Regions from separate parts of the Mus musculus genome. Here all the other regions are linked to region 1. A link is a contact called in public HiChIP or PLAC-seq and promoter capture Hi-C data. All regions are on one chromosome and are shown on one strand. The core of a region is the stretch at or near the end of the contact, and the rest is flanking DNA. Distances in the headings are between cores, read along the strand shown.

Evidence for each region. Promoter capture Hi-C pulls out the DNA fragments that hold promoters and counts their contacts. HiChIP or PLAC-seq counts read pairs in DNA pulled down with a chosen protein or histone mark. Capture Hi-C pulls out chosen DNA fragments and counts their contacts.
Region 2: a contact with region 1 is called in an H3K4me3 HiChIP or PLAC-seq map of embryonic stem cells, with 19 read pairs. The contact joins the promoter of Chst8 here to the promoter of Cebpg in region 1. A contact is called at or near these places in 11 of 39 promoter capture datasets (the 3T3-L1 cell line, cranial neural crest, embryonic stem cells and 3 more), 3 of 484 Hi-C or Micro-C datasets (embryonic stem cells and muscle stem cells), 8 of 115 datasets of contacts at active chromatin or transcription factors (embryonic stem cells, forebrain, pancreatic cancer cells and 1 more) and 2 of 9 other capture datasets (adipose tissue and pancreatic islet).
Region 3: an H3K27ac HiChIP or PLAC-seq map of embryonic stem cells shows a contact between it and region 1, with 5 times the contacts expected there. The contact joins the enhancer-like site here to the promoter of Cebpg in region 1. A contact is called at or near these places in 3 of 39 promoter capture datasets (embryonic stem cells and trophoblast stem cells), 7 of 115 datasets of contacts at active chromatin or transcription factors (embryonic stem cells, pancreatic cancer cells and stem cell-derived neural progenitor cells) and 1 of 9 other capture datasets (adipose tissue).
Region 4: a contact with region 1 is called in a promoter capture Hi-C map of embryonic stem cells, with 29 read pairs. The contact joins the promoter of Lrp3 here to the promoter of Cebpg in region 1. A contact is called at or near these places in 13 of 39 promoter capture datasets (the HPC-7 cell line, cranial neural crest, embryonic stem cells and 7 more), 3 of 484 Hi-C or Micro-C datasets (CD8 T cells and embryonic stem cells), 3 of 115 datasets of contacts at active chromatin or transcription factors (all in embryonic stem cells) and 4 of 9 other capture datasets (adipose tissue, embryonic stem cells, liver and 1 more).
Region 5: a contact with region 1 is called in a promoter capture Hi-C map of adipose tissue. The contact joins the promoter of Slc7a10 here to the promoter of Cebpg in region 1. A contact is called at or near these places in 27 of 39 promoter capture datasets (the 3T3-L1 cell line, 3T3-L1-derived adipocytes, the C10 cell line and 15 more), 2 of 15 datasets of contacts at CTCF or cohesin (both in embryonic stem cells), 36 of 484 Hi-C or Micro-C datasets (the 3T3-L1 cell line, 8-cell embryo, the HPC-7 cell line and 18 more), 21 of 115 datasets of contacts at active chromatin or transcription factors (the HPC-7 cell line, the NIH/3T3 cell line, bone marrow-derived macrophages and 12 more) and 4 of 9 other capture datasets (adipose tissue, liver, macrophages and 1 more).

The regions. Positions count from the first base shown.
Region 1 is chr7:35,055,247-35,057,874 of GRCm38.p6, forward strand. Cebpg (CCAAT/enhancer binding protein (C/EBP), gamma) reads right to left here and starts at 1,320. Exons shown (of 2, transcript NM_009884.3): 1 at 1,130-1,320. Gm45095 (serine/arginine repetitive matrix protein 1-like) reads left to right here and starts at 237. Exons shown (of 2, transcript XM_030243153.1): 1 at 237-846; 2 at 946-2,399. The coding sequence starts at 761. The coding sequence ends at 1,513.
Region 2 is chr7:34,811,381-34,814,008 of GRCm38.p6, forward strand. It overlaps Chst8 (carbohydrate sulfotransferase 8), which reads right to left and starts at 1,331. Exons shown (of 4, transcript NM_175140.4): 1 at 966-1,331. It overlaps Gm38987 (a long non-coding RNA gene), which reads left to right and starts at 1,328. Exons shown (of 3, transcript XR_881950.3): 1 at 1,328-1,796.
Region 3 is chr7:34,848,542-34,851,169 of GRCm38.p6, forward strand. No RefSeq gene overlaps it. Among named protein-coding and RNA genes, the nearest start is that of Chst8, 37 kb to the left of the region's middle. Within about 2 kb of position 1,325, at least 7 of the 459 cell types and tissues checked have an H3K27ac peak or open chromatin away from gene starts, as enhancers often do. A contact at or near this core is called in embryonic stem cells, where this site is marked.
Region 4 is chr7:35,214,021-35,216,648 of GRCm38.p6, forward strand. Lrp3 (low density lipoprotein receptor-related protein 3) reads right to left here and starts at 1,325. Exons shown (of 8, transcript NM_001024707.2): 1 at 836-1,325. The coding sequence starts at 908.
Region 5 is chr7:35,185,053-35,187,680 of GRCm38.p6, forward strand. It overlaps Slc7a10 (solute carrier family 7 (cationic amino acid transporter, y+ system), member 10), which reads left to right and starts at 1,333. Exons shown (of 11, transcript NM_017394.4): 1 at 1,333-1,598. The coding sequence starts at 1,430.

The DNA.
Region 1 (2,628 bases), core at 70-2,569:
GAGCGCTTTGAAGGCTAGAAATGTGGCTCAGAGGTAGAGGGGCTTGCCTACCATACTCTGAATTCTTCTATGTACAATTTCTCAATAGAGAAAGACCTTATGGTGCTTTGTTTCAAATTCCCTCTGTGAGACAGGTCTGCACTCAATGATAATATATTCAAATAAGGATTCAAGTGGGTGGAAACTCAAGAGACACAACACCCAGCTGTTGTGCAACCCACAAAGGTTAAAACCTTTCTAAATTTGATACATCTTATGATGCAGTTTACAAAGAAACAAACAAAAAAGCAAGAAGGAGCAGAGCAAAACAAAGCATGCCAACCTTCTTAAGACCAGAAATACACAAGCCCACTTGGAAAGAGAAACAATTCTCACACCCGCATGCCCAACTTCCCCACCTGGATACCTCCGCTGGCTCTTTTCCCGAGCTCCCTCCAGGCGAGCTAAGGAAAGGCTTCATGGCTTGACCTTCTGCGTCTGGTGCGCGATCATCTAGGATGTCCTCCCCCTCCCAGTGAACTGCAGGACACACGACCGCGTCCAAAAAAACAAACGAAATCTCCCTCTTGCAACGTTACGTGTGTAAAAACTCGAGTGCCTTCCCTAGATGACCACTAGGTTATTAACTCCAAATAGGACCCGGGCCATCCCCCCCAGACCGAGCCGTTTGGGAAGCCGACAGGAAGAGAGTCCTAGGTGGCTCCAAAGTAAGATTCGGTCCACCTTCTATTCTAGGAACACCCTCCATCCCTAGGGGCCAATGCGCGCCAGGCTTGTCACGCTGCACGTCGCCGAGGGGCAGGTTCTGGAGGGACCACCTGGTACTCCATCCCTTCCCCGACTGTGGTGAGGGGGCGCCCGGGGGAGCGCGGGGGTCGGCGCCAAGCGCGGCGGCGCTGGGCCGTGGCCAGGGATGAGCTCAGCCCCGCCGGGTGTTGCCCGCAGGTTGCATCAGACGCCGCTCCGGGCCCCCGCCCGCGCCGCCAAGCCGCCAGGAGCCTTCCGGGCCAACCTGCCGAATCGGGCAGGGCCGGGTCTCCTCCGGCCGGGTCGGCGCCTACGCGAGCGGCGGGCTCGGCCGCGGCCTCCTCCCCCAACCCCTCCGAGCTACAACCCGCGGCCTCCTTACCTGCGCCTCCGGCCGGCCCGCCCGCCCCCAGACGGCCTCCACTCCGAGCGGCCCCGCGCGGCGCGGCCCGACCCGACCCGACCCAGGCCTCGCAGCCCGCGAGTCGGCGAGGAGGAGCGACGGTTACGAAACCGGCAACCTCCGCCCGTTCCGCCACCGCGGCCACCGGTTTTCCCCGCCTCTTCGGGTCCGCGCGCTGCCGCCGCCGCCGTGACCAATAGAAGCGCTGCTTGGAGAACGACGCGCTCGCCTCTAGAGATGGGCAGCTCCACCAGCCAATCACAGGCCGTGTGCCGGCGAGAGGCGGGCGCGCGGCGGAACGGGCGTGGTGGGCGTGGCAGCACCGGCGCTGGCTGGAGGCGCGCTCGGTGGTTTCCCCCTTAGGCTGTCGGTGGTGGCAGGCGGTGGCCCTGAGCCTTGGGAGTGACCCATGGCAAGCAAAGTTCTATCAGAGTTACGAGGGCCTCACCTGCCTTAGGGAAAAGACATTTCCTCAGGTGGATTTTTGAGTTAGGGTGGGTTTTTTGTTTGTTTAGGCCTCACGGCCCTGAGGCATCTGCACATTTATTTTGATAAAAGCACGTTAAGGAAAAACTGTCCAGTGCTAGGGTTAGCACTTGTCAGACGCTTGACAACAGCAGACTGTGGCTGCCGAACAAATCACGATTTCCAAAGTGTGCTCACCTCCGGAGAGCAGATGATGGATATGAGGTGCTCTCTTAAAAGTGACAAGTGGTCCAGCCTGGGTCTCCCGGGAACAGTTCACAAGAGAATCAAAAAGCGGGTTTTTTTGTTGTTTTGTTTTGTTTTGTGTTGCTTTTTGTTTTTGTGTTTTGAAAAACAGGAAGCAGCGCTGGGTGGAAGGCAGAGCCTGCCCGAAAGGTTTGATTGCTTCCTCTTTAGCAATGCTTATCATTCAAAACTCTCTGGCTTTCAGAAGGGAAATGTTTCTTCATCGCCAAGGCCAGGAGAGCAGCTCTCCACATAAGACTTCGAGGAATCCCTGAGAGATGAAAATACCTGAAAAAAAAAAAGTCAACCACAGAGAATGACCCCTGATAACCCCATGCACACTTGGGGAGCTAATGTCTCAAAACCAGTCAGTATGTTTCTTTAGGTTTGGATCGCTGTGTTAAGAGCCATTTTTTTCCCAAGACTTAGCACTATGAAAGGTGAACCGTGCTTTGTTTCTCACAAAGACCACGATTTTACCCCTAATGTTTTCTAGTCATATAAAAACTATCGAAAATAAAAACATCCTTGCATGTCATATGTATATTGAGTTAGCCTCTTTTTTGCCAGCCGCTCTGCCAGCTGCATTCTGTGTTGTGTCTAGGCAAGCCTTCCACAGCCAGCAGTCAATGCCCAGGAGTCTTGAGATTTCCTCTTTAGCTGATATCCTGTAATTCTTTTCCTGATTACAAGAACGGTATGTGCTAAAGTGTGGACTAAGAGTCAGCAATGGAAGAAGACAAACACACTGTCCCTGCCCACAGGGA
Region 2 (2,628 bases), core at 81-2,580, 240 kb before region 1:
GACTGTTCCAAGATCCAACCGGTATGTCCGAAATCCAGGGCACAGTTCCCCGACTGTTACAACCCCAGGTGAGGGCCGAAGGGCCCAGAGACAAGATATACAACTAAAGTTAGGGTTTGGAGTACTGCGCGGGAAATAGAGAGAGGTCACTTGATGCCCAAGCGCCACCTCTGACCCTGCCCAAACCAGAGAACGTACATTCTCCTGGCCAGGCCATAGTATGAGCAAAACAGCCCCACGCAGCAGCTGAAGTTGCAACAGCCGCTAGCTAGGGCTGAGCTCGGTCCCGCTGTAAAGCAGATCATTTCACCATCCCCTACCCTCAGCCGCCTGAGGCTCCGACTCCCGCACTCGGGGACACACGCATACACACACCTCCTTGCGATCGCTGACGCACGCACACTCGCCGGGAGCACAAAACAGGCCGGGGCCCTAGAGAGTTGAGGGGTGGAGATGCGCGCGATGGAGCGCGGGGACACCTTGCGTCTCCTGGTAGGGAGCCAAGGTCGCTTGTAACTTCCCCTTTCGCCCTACGCACCCCAACTGGCCTCTAAGTCCCAGTTCCAAGCGCACACCAAAGCCTCGGCGCTCTGGACGCTCCAGCCCGGCCCTCGAGCACTCGTCGCTCAGCGCCCAAAGCAGCTTACACGCACCCAGCATCCAGGGTTAAGAAGAGGAGCGAAGGGTCCTGGAGGCGAGCCCTAGGAGAGAGAGGCAGTTCCCAGGCGCGGAGAAAACCAAGAATCCAAAGTCTAATTAAAGTTCCCACTCACGGGGGCTGGTCCCCAAAGTATCGCCAGACCCAAGCACCGCATGCCCCAACAGCACCTGCAGCTTAGGACTCTGAACCACGTCTAGTGGCGGGGTTTGCGCTCAGAACAGTCCCGGCATCATCCTGGGATTTCCAGGGACAACCCTTCGGGTGAACTATCAACATAGAGAGGGAACAGGGCGCAGCCACTTACCTGGCACAGCCAGCGCTCTCCAGGCCACGGGTTCCTCCAGTCCGGCGGGGTTCTCGGCGGCGGGAGAATCTTCCCTCCGGAGCTCTTGGGAAGCAAGAAGGATCTCCGCCCCAGTTCGGGCCAGGCTGCGTCTTTTTCCCGGTGTAGTCCAAGGTGCGGGGAGTGGGCGATCGGCGTAGAGTCGGCGACCGGAGCGCGCGGGAGAGGTTGCGGCGGCGTGCTCCTATTGGATCTTCTGCACCGGGTGCGTCCCCCTGTCTCTGCCGCCACCGCCCGGTCCTGTCTCTTCCCCGCGGTGCCACCGGATCCGGCTCACGCGCCGGGAAGGCTCCCAGCGAAGTGCGAGCGAAGCCTCCGGCAAGGCTGGAAATAGCGCCGCGCCCGCCCGGCGCCCCGCCCCCAGTCCGGGCCCCGCCCCACGGTGGAAAGAGGCGATCCCGGTGGCAGGGCAGAGATGGGGGAAATCTCTTCCCCGATCGCTCAGCCCTCTCGGGAGCTCACGGGCGCCACGCCCACGCGCGCTCTGCGGCTTCAGCAGCCCCACTGGCCGCGCGCTCTGTGGGAGCTGCCGCTGGGCGCGGTCGGGAGGCAGCGGGGGGGTGGGGCGGTATTGGCGCGGGCTGCGCCCAGCTCGGGGATCCCCGAGTGCTGGACTCTGGTCTGCCGCTTGACTCCACTCCGCAGCTTCTTAGCTGCCACTGCCCCAGTGGCGACACTGAGTAACCCTGCGCTGACCTAGGGAAAAAGAGAAGGCGCTAGCAAGCAGGGTCTTGGACCCAAAGCTGAGCGGCCGCGGGGCTTGCAAAGGAATTGGTGCGCAGAAAAATTCAGGTAGGTTCCCAGACTACAGTACGCGTGGAATTTGGACAAGGCCTGTCTCTTGTTGGCACTCACCACTAAATTTCTGGGTCTCAGTTAACCACAAGTGCCCAGTGAGCCGGATTCTCACTTAAGAACTTCATCCTTAAGCGTCGGTCTGGCACCAGCTTGAGGGCTGAAGCAAGCAACCTCTCCCCTCCCTCCAAACCCAGAATAAATGAGTGGGGAAACCTCCTACCCACAGCCACACAGTACAAGTGTAGAACCGGGACTCGGTTCCAGGGCTGTGGATTCAAATCTTGATTTTTCCAGAGAAGAGAAGCCCCGACCTGCAGGGGGCAATCAGACACTAGAAGGGAAGGCTGGGTGCGCATCTAGCAACCATTCTCAGCGGTGCCAACCAGTAAACAAGCCTGGTCTTGAAGGGACATACAGAATAAAATTAAACAAAACAAAACAAAACAAAACTGAAAAGAAGCTTCCAGTAAAACAGAGCGGTGGCTGTGGCCTCTCCCCTCCCTGAGTGGACTGGTTGGTTGGTTGATTGGTTGGTTGGTTGACCCAGCTCCATCCCAGATGGGTGATGAAGCTAAAGACTGAGGTGGATCTGTGGCCTTTGAGTGACCAGATAAGGGTGTGGCAGCCCTGATAAGGAGCAGAGATACTAACACTAGAGATGTGGAGGGCAAGGGAGCCTCTAACACTAGCAAGCTTGAAAGGCCTGAGTGGTAGTTGGGCTTCTTTAATGACTGCTGTGAACTCAGAGTATCCAAGGATCCTCTTCAGGGCAAGTGAGTTGGCAGTCAAGCATATGGTAGCCTTCCCTTCCATTGTTTTTGTTTTG
Region 3 (2,628 bases), core at 75-2,574, 210 kb before region 1:
GTCCTGGTCAAGTGGGCTGTTGAGAGTGGGAGGGGTAGGGAATCTTCCTAATATTTCCAGCAACCTTAACGGATTCGTTCAGAAACCTGAATGGGTCAGGAAGGTTGTGTCTGCCTAGGTGACAGGTAGGCAGGCTCTGGAGGAAGCAGCAAGCAGTCCTGAGATGAGACCTCCAGAGGCTGGCCAGTATGATAAAGTATGTGGGAGTGGGCTGGACACTGGAGGGCAGGACAGGCTCTCCAGGCCTAGAGAAGTCTTTGCCATTCAGGACTTCTGATGCTTCTGTCCTTCTAACTTGTCCTCCAAAGTCCTGAGGTGTTGTGGCATGAGCATGTAGTGTCCCCCGCATGTATATGGATGTCTGTTCCTCAGTTGTAGAATCTTTCAAAAATTATTTTGATTATTTGTATGTGCCTGTATGAGCCTGTGTTCTGTGTGTGCAGGAGCCTGAGGGGGCCAGAAGAGGGCACCAGAGATCCTGGGACAGGAGCTACAGGCAGTTGTGAGTCACACCACGTGGGAGCTAGGAACTGAGACGGGGAACCCCTACAAAGTCAGTAGGCACTGTAACCACTGAGCCACCTCTCCAGTCTCCATCGCATAATCTTTTGAATGTGGAGTCTAGCTGGAAGGCATAGAACCATGGAGTAGGAGGCTTATGGGTTATAGTCCTGGCCTGAGATTCCTACTTCTTTGTTGGCCATAGAGATATGAATAAGCTGTCACAACCAGGCACTCCTGTGGCCAGCCATAGCCAGAAGCCTCTCCTGCTTCTATGAATATGACCATGAAACTACAAGCTAAAACAAATCCTTCTCCCCCTACATTGCTTCTGTTGGCATTTTTCATTGATGAGAAAATTAAGTAATACAAGAGACCTGGACTGAGATGCTGCCGTCAGTGGTGATAGGAAGTATTTCCTAGGCAGTGCTCTACCCAGAACGTTCTTTTCATCGCCAGCATGGATTTGCTTTGTCACTTAGGCTGCATCTTCGCGCACATCTCTTTGCAGTGTCTGAGAGTTGCACAGACAGTAGTTATTTGAACACACAGCCCAAAGGTGAGGAGCTGCAAGCATCTTAATTCCTTTTGGAAAGCCACCTCATAAGATCCAAGTCCAGGAGCCTCCAGAGCTAATGTTCTATCCTGTGTTAACCAGCTGGATATCAGGGCAATACCTCCCCAGACCATCTGTGTAGACAAGGCGACTCACAAAGGAACTTGGAGTTCAAATCCAAAATAACCCCCGCCCCAGCTCCAGGCTCGTGTTTTGCTGTTTGCTGACCAGCAGGTGGCGCTACTCTGGAGGCTATGGTACCTGCAGAAGATGGGACCTCAGTCACTAGCCGGTCAGGCCTCTGGTTCCCCGTCATTCATGATGTGAGGAACGTATGCCCCATGCTCACACCACCATAGATTCTGCCGTGCCTCCCCCACCACGATGGACTGAAACAGTGAGCCAAAACAAAATCTGTACTCTCTTACTTCCATTAGGCATCGTGGCCATAGCAACATTGAATAGCTAGTATAAGAACTGACCTAAATGGTGCCCAACACATAAAATCATTTGGGAAGAGGCTCCTGCCTGGAGTTTTCCCAGAGTCCTTTGGGGTTGCCAGACCTGGGGGACGGGTTGGGGGGGTGGGCGGGGCGGCGGGATCGTGCGAGGGGCGGGGCTAATCAAGGTGTCACTCCCATCCTACTGAGATGGATGGCGCTGAGCAGACAGAGTGAAAACGCCACCAGTTGTGGGAAGAACTCTATGGTCACCAAAGTGCAGACTGCTGGGTGGCTGTTGCCATGAACCTCCGTGGCTCTTATGGTCATCAGTGTGTAAAGAAAATGATGTGCTGTGGAAGAATTGTGACGTAACCATCGTTCTTTCTGAGAGGTGGAGCTGGGTGAAGAAAAGACCATTTTAGGTCTTTCCTGCATCGTTCTCGGAGAGCAAACTGGGTTATTTAAATTTTTTCCATACAATATATCTGATCATATCATCCCCTCCCCATCTCCTCCCAGAGCCTCCCCCACTTTCCTATTTACCTTGCTTCATGTTCTTTTCCCTTTTCTCTCTCTCAAAAAAAAAAAAGAAATAAACATAAACAAAAACCCGGTAAGACCAAAGATAGCAAAACAAAATTAAAAGTGCACACACAAAAGACATGGAGAGCATTTTGTGTTTTCCAGCTACTCCTGGGCACAGGCCTGCCCTGAAGTGTGGTTGATTTACATGGTGACAGTCCACTGGGAAAAAATAAAACAAAACAAAAACCAAACCAAACCAAACAAAACAACAACAACAAAACCCACCTGATTTCCCCCTTCTTGGCAGGTATCAATTGCAAATAGCTTCTTGGTCAGGAGTGGGACTTTTTATCTACCTCTCCCTCAGTGCTGGGTTTCCTTCCTGCTTTCTTCTTCCCTGGCCCTTATGTATATGTATGTATGCCATCCATGTCTGAGCTGGGAACTCCTGGAGACATCTTCCAGCACACAGCACAAAGAGTCAGTGGGTCCTGGCATCAGGCAGGAACTGGGGCTAGATGTGGGGGAGAGAGGTACCCTGGTCAGATGTAAGGGGGAGTGCCCTGGTCAGATGTGAGGGAGGGGGTGTCCTGGTCAGATGTG
Region 4 (2,628 bases), core at 75-2,574, 160 kb after region 1:
ACATAGCCTGTGCAGTAGTCCTCTCCTGGACACTCACCCTTCTCTATTCCTGGAGGCCAGATGAGAGTTACAGTTTAAAAAGAAAGAGCTGCCCCACACCCCTCACAACTTTGTCACTTCAGTGGTTTTAGGGAGCCTGTCACATTCCTAGGCCCTCAACAGTGATATCACTGGGTGTCCCCTAATGACCCAGCTCTTCTAAGGGCCTCCCTCCTTCATCAAGGTAAATAAAGAACCATGTGGGTTGGGGATTTAACTCCTTCCTTCCCCTCTCCTGCAATGGGCTCTGGGAAAGTGGACAGAAATTTTTCCTGGTCAGGGAAGGAGCCTTCTAACCTAGGTTCCAGTCCTGGCGGGTTCTTGGCCCTCCCCGGAACAGACTCAGACCCCCCCCCCCAACCCCCATCAGGGATGAACCGACCTATGACCATCTGGGTCTGGGAAGACACAATGGGAAAATGAGTTCTCACATCTGCCTCCCTCCCCCCCGCCACAAGCCCCCATGCTGAGTCCCCATCTTTTGGCTAGCTCCCAGGCCTGTCCAGGACTCCAGGCAGGAAAGGGTTCCTTCTTTAGGGAGCAGTAGTCCAGGCCTTTGTCCACAGCTCTGGAAGCCAGAGCACCACTCAGGCAGGCCGGGCTGGAAAGCATCAGGAAGACCCCAGCCTCTCCCAGGAACCCAAGGCCAGCGTTCTCGTCCCCCAGCTCCGGGCCTGGGGTTCTGCTGTGGTGGGAGGCTCCCTCCTCGGCAGCCCAAGGGTGCCTGGGCGCGGAAGCCATCGCAGTGCAGGCTCCAAGCCCTCCCATCCCGCCCGGCCCCTCGCGGCCCACTCACCCAGGCAGACGACTGCGAGCGGCGCCCTGGCGCCCGGCGCCCCCTCCGGCCCCGCGGCCGCGCGCTTCTCCATGCCGGGGCGGGCCGCGCGCGGACGCCTGCTGCCCTGCGGCCGGGGCTCCGCCTGGGGCTAGGGCTGGCGCGGCGGCTGCGGCCCGGGTGCGGGCGGCGGCTGCGGCGGCGTCTTTGTGCGGCGGCGGTGCAGGCCCGCAACGCGCGGGGCCACATCGGCCGCGGCGTCACGGGCCCCGCGGGGGCTCAGCGGCGGTCGCCAGGGAAGACCCTCGCCCGCCGCTGTCCCGGAGCCCCGGCCGGCGCGCCCAGCCCGGCCTGCGCACCGAGACCTCCGGCGCGCCCATGCCCCGGCGCGCCCTGCCCGTCGGTCCCCGGGCCGCCCGCGCTGCGCCGCACGGTGCCTACGAGGGTGCGTCGCTCGGTCCGTCCGTCCTCCCGGCCGGCCCCTCGCCTAAGCCCGGAGCCGGGAGGCCGCGCCGCGCTAGCCACGTGACGCGCCCGCCGAGCCGCAGTGGCGCTGACAGGGCGGGCGGAGGAGGCTGGGGCGGGCCGGGGGGCGCACGCCCCGCCTCGGGGTGCTGGACAGCTCCACGCACGCGGCTCCGACCGGAACCCGCTAGCTCTGAACCTTGGCTCAGCGATTAGGGCTGGCATTGCGCCTATGGTCCGGGGAAGCGCTCGCCTTCGCCCTTTGATCCCAAGATCTGGTCTCTTTCCCGAAGCCAGGCGACTGTGCTGGGGAAGAGAGGGAGACTGAGGTGGGATGGCGTGGAAAGGGCTGATGGGGGCCAAGACAATGAGTCGAGGCCCAAGGTTGGGACCTGACTTCTTCCTAATGCAATGCGTTCCTGGCTGATTTGCTTTGGGAATTCTCTCCTCCTGCTGGCCCTCTGTCCTTCTCATTTACCTCATCCTGTCTCTAAAGTGGCTCCCTTGTAAAAAGTGAGGCCTGTGTGGAGACATTGATGAGAACCCTGAGAGGACTTTGGACACCCAGTTGTGCCCCTGACCAGCTCAGTTACCCCCTCATCCTCTAGGGAACCGCGATGATGTATGCTTTTTAAGCGTGTGGTTGTAGTCTGGAGACAACCTGTCAACCAAGGGTTTGAATCCAGGAGAGGCAAAAACCAGAATGAACTTGGAAGAGGAATTGAGGAGTTGGGGTCAATTGAGGTCAGCTGTTCTTTAAAACTGATGCTAAATCAGAGGTCCCCAAATACCCCCGAGCAAGGAGGCTCCGCAAGCTGGGGTGAGCCTCACCTTCCACACACACACCCATGGTCTTTAGCTTTTGTGCGTGCCCTCACAAGCACTGCCACTCATTAAGATTATGAAGGCTGAGGGAAACAACGGTCCATTAGTGAAAGCTGTGGACACAGGAATTCGTTAACTTCATTTTCACTGTACAGGAACCAAAAGTGTTTCTTTGGGGGAACTCTGAGTCTTTCTGTGCTTTCTTGTTCTCCTTCTAAGCCTTTTGTGATTATGCCAGAGTAGATTTTCCCAGTAAGTATTAAAGGGTTTTTAAAATCGGGTAATGAGGGGGCGGCGGTTGGACAGGTAGCTTAGTGGTTAAAAGTTCTTGCTGATCTTCCAGGGGACCTGAGTTCGGTTCCTGCACCCACGTTGGTTTACACTTCCGATTCCAGGGTGTCTGACAGCCTTTTCGGGCCTCCTCGGGCACCAGGCACATGTATAGCTCACATAGACACATGCAAGCAAAATACTTGGTGGCACATGCAAGCATCACACATAACATTGCAATTGCAAATAGCCCA
Region 5 (2,628 bases), core at 83-2,582, 130 kb after region 1:
GGCGGGAGGCAGAGGTCGCCAAGAATGTTGGGCTTCGTCGGGAGTGCGAAGGATGAAGCTCTGCCGAGTGGCTTCCCCCTCCTGGTCCCCCCAGAGTCCTCCCTCTTCTATTTATCAAGTCCCCGCCCCAATTTCGAAGTACCAGGCCCTGGCCAAGACCCCACCTCCGTGCTCCGCCCCCAGCCCAGGCTCTTGGGCTCCTGAACTCGTCCCATCTCGGGTCCTCCCTGCCCTTCCCCAGCAAACTCTGAGGCCGCGATCGGGGGAAGGACCGGTGGCCCCGAGTGGCCTCATCCTCATGCAGGGGACGGCGCGACGCAGCTATCGCCAGCAACACACAAAAGCTGTTCCGCCGTCGGCCACACCGTGCCAGCCTCGCTCCGCCCGCCGCCCCGGTGGCCCCGACGCGGCCCTGCTCCCTCGCACCACCCGCGCATGAATTTGCCCCGCGATCTGGGCTGCACCGCCCAATGGCTTCCGGGAGGAGGCAGGCTTCCCAGGATCCTGGGCCCGATACCTCCTTGCTACCACAATTGTTCTCTTCCCGTCTCTCTGGCACTTCCAGCGGTCTGGTCACCTTGAGCCATGCTAGACGGCCTGGGCCAAAGTCCCAGTCCACTGTGCCCTGACTGACCTGTGTAGAGGAGTCTGCGGTGGGGACCTAAGGCTGGACCCGAAGAGGAATTAGGGGATGCTGAGGCAGGGATAGATTTGATGGTGATGGGGACTGTCCCAAACTCCCAGGATGCCCGGGGCCCCACTGGGGTCTCCTTATCTTCAACTCTTCTCAAGCCTTTTGCCTTCAGAATTGTTTTAAGGACAGTCTCCATTCATCCCAAATGACTCAGTCAGGACCGCCTAGAGGCCAGGGAGCTATCAAAAAGTCTTCATGGAGACCGTGCCACTGTCAGGCTAATTGCCGCTAGGCGGTGGTTTTCAACCTGTGCAATGCCCACCCTTCACAAATGGGGCTTGAGGGATTTAGAAAGTACAGGCTGGGGCATGCAGCACCGCCTACCCCAGCACGTCTTGCTCACACTCCTTGAGCGCAGGGACAGCCTGGTCTTTGAGCTCTTCTCCCCCACCTCACCCAAGTCTGGGTGTAGCCCCTTCGTTCACTCAACTAGGAAGTCCTTTCTAAGTCTGATCCCAGTCCCCTCCTGTCTCCCCTGACTAGGGTTGGGGGTGGGGGGGAAGGGGGAGTTCCCTTTAAGGGCGGTGGGGGAGGGGGCTGCCGGCCGTCCCTCCTTCCGTCCCTCCCTGGATCCAGCCGCCCGGGGGCCCCCGGGGGCCCGGGCCCCGTGCCAGCGCATGCGCCCGCCTGTGGGCGCTGTCCCGGGCTGCGAGGGCCGCGAGCGCACCGACAGACGAACCGACCGACGGAGGACTGGCTGCGGGCCGGACAGACGGGGTAGCGCAGGGAACTGGGATGAGGCGGGACAGCGACATGGCAAGCCACATACAACAGCCAGGCGGGCACGGGAACCCCGGCCCTGCGCCCTCGCCTTCCCCGGGCCCTGGTCCCGGCCCGGGCGCCTCGGAGCGGGTGGCACTCAAGAAAGAGATCGGGCTGGTGAGCGCTTGCACCATCATCATCGGTGAGTAGGGCGTACATAGCGTGGAAGTACTGGGGGAACCCCTTTATGTTCCTCCCTCACGAAGACCATAAGACCACAGGGGCAAAGGAACCCTTCGAGCACCTGCTGCCATAGCTGGAGAATACACTTGACCCCATTCGGAACAGAACCTGGCAAACCAGTCACAAAACTTCTTGCCCTCACCTCCCCAACCTCTCTGAAAATTTGCGCCTGGAAGGGGGTGGGGGTTCGGGTGGGGGCTTTCCTTGCTGCAACCCTCCCCTGGCCTTCACTCAGCTGAGGGGCTTTACCAAGGCAAGTCCCCTGTTCCCACCTAGGAAACGGAAATAATTGCTAGGCCTGGCTTGAGTGGCAAGTTCTGGGCTGCAGGGCAGCCTGTGTGCATCCCTACTGTGTGCCAGATTCAAGTGCCAGGGAAGTGAAGCCATCTGTTCTTGGAAAGCAGGAAGGTAAATGGCCGGGTAGAGTCTAAAGCAAGGGTTAAAGGCCACGAAGCTGACCTTCCTGGCAGAGGTGGCCACAGAATCCGAGGAGAGGTAGCGAAGTAGCCAGGAGCAGACCAAGCCTCCAGGAGAGCACCCACTCAGCCCTGGGATCCAAGTGAGCACTCTCGTGATCTGGTGGCATCTGAATGGGTGCTCTCATGGCCTGGCCCCTCTCGCTCTTCCTACAGATGGTGCTTTTTGCATAGGTAGAATGCCCCGGGGACAGGGTTGGGCAGCAACCCCACCTCTGTCTGTCCCTTGACTCCTGAAGGAGAACTGGACTAGACCTCTTGGGCGGGGCCTTTTCTGATTCCCTGTGCCCAGGAGTTGGGGGTCTAAAAGAGCAGTAATTGGGGTCTTGATTGTCCCCTTTCCCAGCCAGTAGGAAGTGGCACACAGTAGGGATGCAGCCAAATAGCTCTCTTTCTGCCCTTTGACCCCTGGAGATAGAGAAAGGCTGAAGTGTGTGTGTGTGTGTGTGTGTGTGTGTGTGATCTTTACCTTCTGCTCTGTGCCCTTCCATGAGAAACTCCAGCTGGAGAGAT